Linked DNA regions of Pan troglodytes: region 2 is linked to region 1. The links are chromatin contacts, called in public HiChIP or PLAC-seq maps. All regions are on one chromosome and are shown on one strand. The core of a region is the stretch at or near the end of the contact, and the rest is flanking DNA. Distances in the headings are between cores, read along the strand shown. Region 1 holds the start of OSBPL7 (oxysterol binding protein like 7). Region 2 holds the start of TBKBP1 (TBK1 binding protein 1).

Evidence for each region. HiChIP or PLAC-seq counts read pairs in DNA pulled down with a chosen protein or histone mark.
Region 2: an H3K4me3 HiChIP or PLAC-seq map of stem cell-derived excitatory neurons shows a contact between it and region 1, with 6 times the contacts expected there. The contact joins the promoter of TBKBP1 here to the promoter of OSBPL7 in region 1.

What each region holds. Positions count from the first base shown.
Region 1 is chr19:20,269,576-20,272,315 of NHGRI_mPanTro3-v2.0_pri, forward strand. It overlaps OSBPL7 (oxysterol binding protein like 7), which reads left to right and starts at 1,326. Exons shown (of 23, transcript XM_016931563.3): 1 at 1,326-1,497.
Region 2 is chr19:20,397,091-20,399,830 of NHGRI_mPanTro3-v2.0_pri, forward strand. TBKBP1 (TBK1 binding protein 1) reads right to left here and starts at 1,379. Exons shown (of 10, transcript XM_016931568.3): 1 at 1,339-1,379.

The DNA of each region.
Region 1 (2,740 bases), core at 76-2,575:
ATGAACCAGAAATTCCTAATAAAGGAGACGGGATGCTTAACTCGGAGTCCACCATCATCCTTGATTGGAGCACATTCTGGGTGGATGCAGGGGTGACCCGGGGAAGGTGGCTGTTCAACATTCCTTCTCGGACTTGAAGCAATGCCACTGCTTCCTTAGTCTTGGACAGGCACTGTCTGGCAGGGTTGACCTGCAGCAGCTCTTTTGTGGCCTGGGCCAGGACCAGCTTCCCCCAGTGCCTCGCCCTGTGCTGTATGCCCAGGGATGTTCAATCACTGGGAAGTGGCTTAAAAGGCCCTTGAGGCTCCTGGATGCCAGAGCTTGTCTGGTCAGTGCTGCCCAGTGCTCCTGTCCCTCCCAGAACCCTGCCAGGTGCTAACAACACCCTCCTCCTGGGGTGGCTGGAGCAGCGCTGAGGCTCTGAATAAAGGCAAGACAGTGGGTGTTCCCGAGAGATATGTGAGACCCTGAAACGTAAACCAAGCTCGGTGAGGATGAAGTGGAAGGGATAAGTGGCCTATGTCACTTTTGGAGTCAGAGAAGAAACTTGAATCACATCCTTCACCTGAGGCCCCACCTACTTCTTTCCAGAAAACTTAGCTGCGCTTGAAAATGTAGGTCTATGCCACATTCATTTGAATGAATTTTAGATCTTTGTTAAGAGCCGATTTTTCATTAGAATTGAGCAGCTGGGCACAGTACTCCAGCAGAAGGGTAAAAGGAAGGGAGGGGACCAGCATTGCAGCCCTTTTAACAGCAGCTGTGACTGCCCCAGGCCTGCTCCTGATCAGAGACTGCAGGCTGTGGGGTGTCTTCGTACACACAAGCACTTTCAGATCTCCATGGGGCCTGACCTAGTGGGGCATCACCCCAATGAAGGGCCTCAGTGTGGGGACTGCTGGCTGTCCCTTTCCTGGCTTGACTGCCCCTGCTGACTGTGCTCTTGGCACTCTCTTATGGTCCCAGAGGGGGCATCTGTCCCTCCACCATCAACCTGATACTTTTGCTGGCTCCAAATTTTGCAGTCTATTTTCAGATGTAAAATGAGAGGCAGGGGGCGGGGATTAATTAGGAATTGGCCTTGGGTACTAACAGGGTCACTGCCATGCTAGTCTGAATAAATCCTTTATCACCACTGGCATACAGCCAACAGTTCCCCAGTCCTCTGATCTATCTGGAACCATGCCCAGCGGGGACTGTGCCCCCACTCCCAAGCCACACCGATGCTAGGGCAGTCTGCTCAGCCCTGAGTCCTCCGGGGAGCAGGGGGGCAGAGCTGAGCGGCTGCCCGGAGCTTGGCGGGAGGAGGGGACAGGGGAGAGGGAGGTGGGGAGATCCGGCTAGAGGGGAGGCTCCGACGTCTCCTTCCTTCCTGGTTCCTGCAGCAGCTGCTGCCACTGCTCAGCGCGGTGAGGAGGGAGCCGGTGACTCGGAGACGGTGACTCAGAGGCAGAGCGGCGCGAGGGCCAAGGAGTACTGGCGTCCATGGACCCTGGGGTAAGGGGGCTGCGTGGCAGCAGCTGACATTCCTGAGAAGAGCTCCCTCCCACCTGAAGCTGGTGGGTCTGCTCCTGAATGGAGGTGGAGAGGGGGCACCCACCTGGCTCACCTAGACCCTTCACCTGCCTACCGATAGAGCCTCCCCCTCTACCCACAAGCAGTGAGGGGCCAGGATCCCCACAGGGCCAGGAGAAGGGCCCAGAGATACCTGAACACCGGAAGAGTTTGAGAACTTTCAATGGCTGAATGCAAGAGTTTCCTCCCAGGTCAGCCTCTTGCAGCAAGGGTCCCTCTGCCCCAACCTCCTGGGCACCCGTTCCTGCCACATCCCTGTCCCCTCTGGGCCTCAGTTCCTCAGGTGCTTGCTAGCTCCATTAGAAGATCTGGGCTGCTTCCCCCACCTCAAACCAGCCTCGCCCCTCCAGTCCCCTCCCCCGTCTCACACATGCAGAGCCTCATGCATTATTGATCTCCCGGTGGAGCCAGGATGGCCAGGGCCAGTGCCAAGGGTGCCTGTGGGCACTGCTGCAGGACCTGTGCAGACCTGGGCATGTCCTAGGCCCCCTCTTCTCTCATGAAGTATCTCCGTTAGCCCAATGTCCTGCCCTCTCTGGGTGGGTGGCACTTCTCAGAGCCCCAAGGACTGTGAGGGTAGACAGGGGATGGTGAGGCTTTAGGGGGCACTGAGGGTCCAAAGAGGGCATCCTAGGGGCATGTTTGGTGGGAGGAGACATGGGAAAATGGGGGCTATCTCAGGCCTCAGTTTCTCCAAGCACTAGATAATATGGAGATTAATTGGTGGGAGGCTGGGGAGTTTTCTGCAAGATCATGGCAGAGAAGTCTCTGAGCTACCGTGGCAGGGTGGAGGGGTCCTGAAGGCAGAGGCAGCTGGATTGAGGAGGTCTCGCTTGTCCAGTCTCTGAACCCCTCTGTCTCTTCTTGGAGCCTCTTCTGTCACTCCCTTGCTTCACCTCTGAGCACTCCCAGGGAAGCCTCTAAAGAAAGCACTGAATGTTTCTTGGAGCCCCAGAGTATGTGCCCAAGGCGGGGCTGGGCATATGTCTTGTGGTTTTCCCTGGGCACCTGCCCGTCTGCTGTGTGCTAGTTCACTCTCAGGGCAGTGTCCATATCAGGTGAAAATGGGTGGGGTCGGGACAGAGGGGCAGACTTGGGAGAGGCATGGCAGGTGAGCAGAGGGTATGTTGGGGAGCCCTTATCTCAGAGGGTGTGGGAGGGGCTG
Region 2 (2,740 bases), core at 129-2,628, 130 kb after region 1:
GTGTTACGGGGCGCAAACTGGGGAAGGGGACCCAGGTGGAAGGGGACGCGAACGAATTCCCAAGGCCGTCTCAGGGTGCCCGCGCACCGGGAAATGGGGAACCCTACGAGGGGGCAGGAATGACTCAGGCTCCCGAAAGCAGGAGTAGGCAGTGAGGGGGTGCGTGTGTACTTCTCTCGGGCCTGGTTATGAATGTGTGTCTGGGGTTGGCGTATGGGGGGAGTGTGCGTCTGTGAATGAGTGTAGGTGTGTCAGTCAATGAGTGCCTTCGGGGTCGCAGGGGCGTCGGGACGGAGTGGGGCAGCGACCAGGAGGCTGGTGTGTGCACGCGTGCGTGAGCGCGTGGGCAGGGTGGCACGTTCGGGCCGCGTGTCACGTGAGACGCGAGGGGACTGTCCGAGGTGTGTGCGCGCGCTGGAGCGTTATGTGCACCCCGGAGAGGGGGCTCGGCAGGGAGCTGTGAGTTCAGACAGCGGGGCCCCCAGGTCGGGCTGCAGGAGCTTGGGGTGCAAAGGGCTCCGGCGCAGGCTCCAATTCAATCCACCCCCCCCCCTCCGCCACCCACAGGCCCATCTAAGTGCCAGGGAAACGCGAGTGACTGGGTCTGAGTAAGGAGTGTGTGCGCGCGTTTGTAGGGCCGGCCCCACCTTTAACCCTCTCCTTCCCACGCCATCCCCTCCTCCCAGCTCCGCGCGCCAGCGCTTACCACACCCCCCCAGACCCCCGCCCGCCCCTCTGCGCCCACCCCGCTGGCGGGGCTCTGCCCCCGAGGCCGCCCCACAAATGCCTCCTTCCTCCGCATTCCTCTCTGGGCCCAGCGCCCGGGTGAGCGCAATGGAAGGCGGCTGGGGAAGGGGTGAGTGCCTCTGTCTGCCCGGGCCCCTCCTGCGGCCCCTTTAAGAGCCGCCCTTTAAACCCCTTTCGCTCGGCCGACAGAAATTGTCGCCCCTCCCCTCTCGGGGGCCAAGACCACGCAGCCCCCTCCCCCACAACCGGCCGAGCCCTGGGCCCCCGGACACCCTCTGGGGGCCGGGGAAGGGGCTCCGGGAGTGGCGCGGCCTGAGGAACGGCGGCGGAGGGGGACGCGAGGGGATGAGGGCGGCCGACACCGGACCCCTTCCCTCCCAGCCATCCCGTGCGGCTGCCAGCCGCCCTCCTGCCGCCTCCTCCTGCCTACCCCGCGACCCCTGGGGCCCGGCCCGGGCGCCGCTCCCCTCCCCCAGCCCTAGCCCCAGCCGGGGACTCACAGCTGCTGCCGGTTCCTGCTTGTAATCGCAGCTTACCCCCTCCGCCTGCTCCCTCCCCAAACGGGCACCAGTGCCCCCACCCCCCTGGTACCGCGCTCTGCTCCTCGCCCTGTCGCCGCCGCCGGGTCTCTCCCCACCCCCCACCCCTCCCCCCAACCCCCTCCCTCCCGTCCGCCCCGCTCCTCCTCCGCCGCCGCCGCCTCCTCCGCCTCCTCCCCGGCTGCTCCAGGTTTCTCCAGCTGGGAAGGCGCCCCGGACCCCGCCGCTGCCACCACCACGTGGCGAGAGGCGGCGGCCCCCACGGTGCGGCCCTTCCTGGCAGCGCGCCCGGAGCCCACCGGCTCCCTGCGGCGCCAGCGGCCCGCGCTGGCGCCCCCTCCCCGACGCCTCCCGGCGCAGTGTGGCGTGGTGGCGTGTGTTGGGGGCGTCTGCGGTCAGTGCAGGGGCCCGGCTGATGCTTTGGTTGTTTTGGTTGTTTAGTTATGGGCTGTATATTTGGGGAGGAAGTGGGGCTATTTATTTGGATTTTTTTTTTTTTTTTTTTTTTTTTTTTTTTGGTCTTTGCGCTTTTGAGAAGGAAATCATTAGACCTGCTCTTCGTTGCTCTTGGTAAAAGGGGCATTGCTGCGATAAATACATTGAACATAGGGTACAGAGAGATTAGAGTTAAAGCTGTAACTTCTTTGGAAGTGAGAGTAAACTAAGGAGGTCAAAGATTCATTCATGAAGAAGGGCAGCCATCCCCCTCCCCACACACCACTCCCCGGCCACCCTCAAGTACCCACAGGTCAGGGAAATGAAGAAACAACAGATGTCACCCTGTGCACAAAGATTATTTGAGCACCTGCTAAACTGCTGGGCAAGAGAAACAAGTTTTTTGCTACTTTCCTGCTGTGTGACCTTGGGCAAGTTACCTTAACCTTTCTAAGCTGGAGATCATGCCCCACCTAAGCACTCTCATGGAGGAAGAATGGGGATCAGAACTAAATACAGCAGCCTGCGAATGCTCAGGAAGTGTTAACGATGTCATTTTGAGTATTGCCTGGTGGATTAAATAATGGGGACAGAGGCATGGTCAGCCTAGCTGCAGGTAGAGAATGATCAGGGGAACCCTGGAGCAGTCTGGCTGAAGAGCATCCTCTGTGGACAGGGAGGCAAAGCCCGGAAGCAGGGGATAAGCTGGGCGGGGGCTTTTGGCAGATTCAGCCTTAGCTGCGAAGACTGCTGGGAACCTGAGCCTACCTTTTTGGCTCCTGAGGTGGGATGGGGGTGGGAATCTCCGAGGGGGAGGATGGAAGGAAAAGGTTTCTTGCTCTCTCTGAGCTTTGAAAAGCAGCAGCTGCCATCTTTCCTCACTGCTGGGAGAAAATTGGACTGAGAGGTGAGCTTCTACCAGGAGGGCCAGCCAGAGCTCTAGACTCGTTCTCTTCATAGAAGGGGGGATTCTCAGTGGCTTCCTTCCTCCTCCTCCTGCTGGGTTCCCTTTCAGTCTT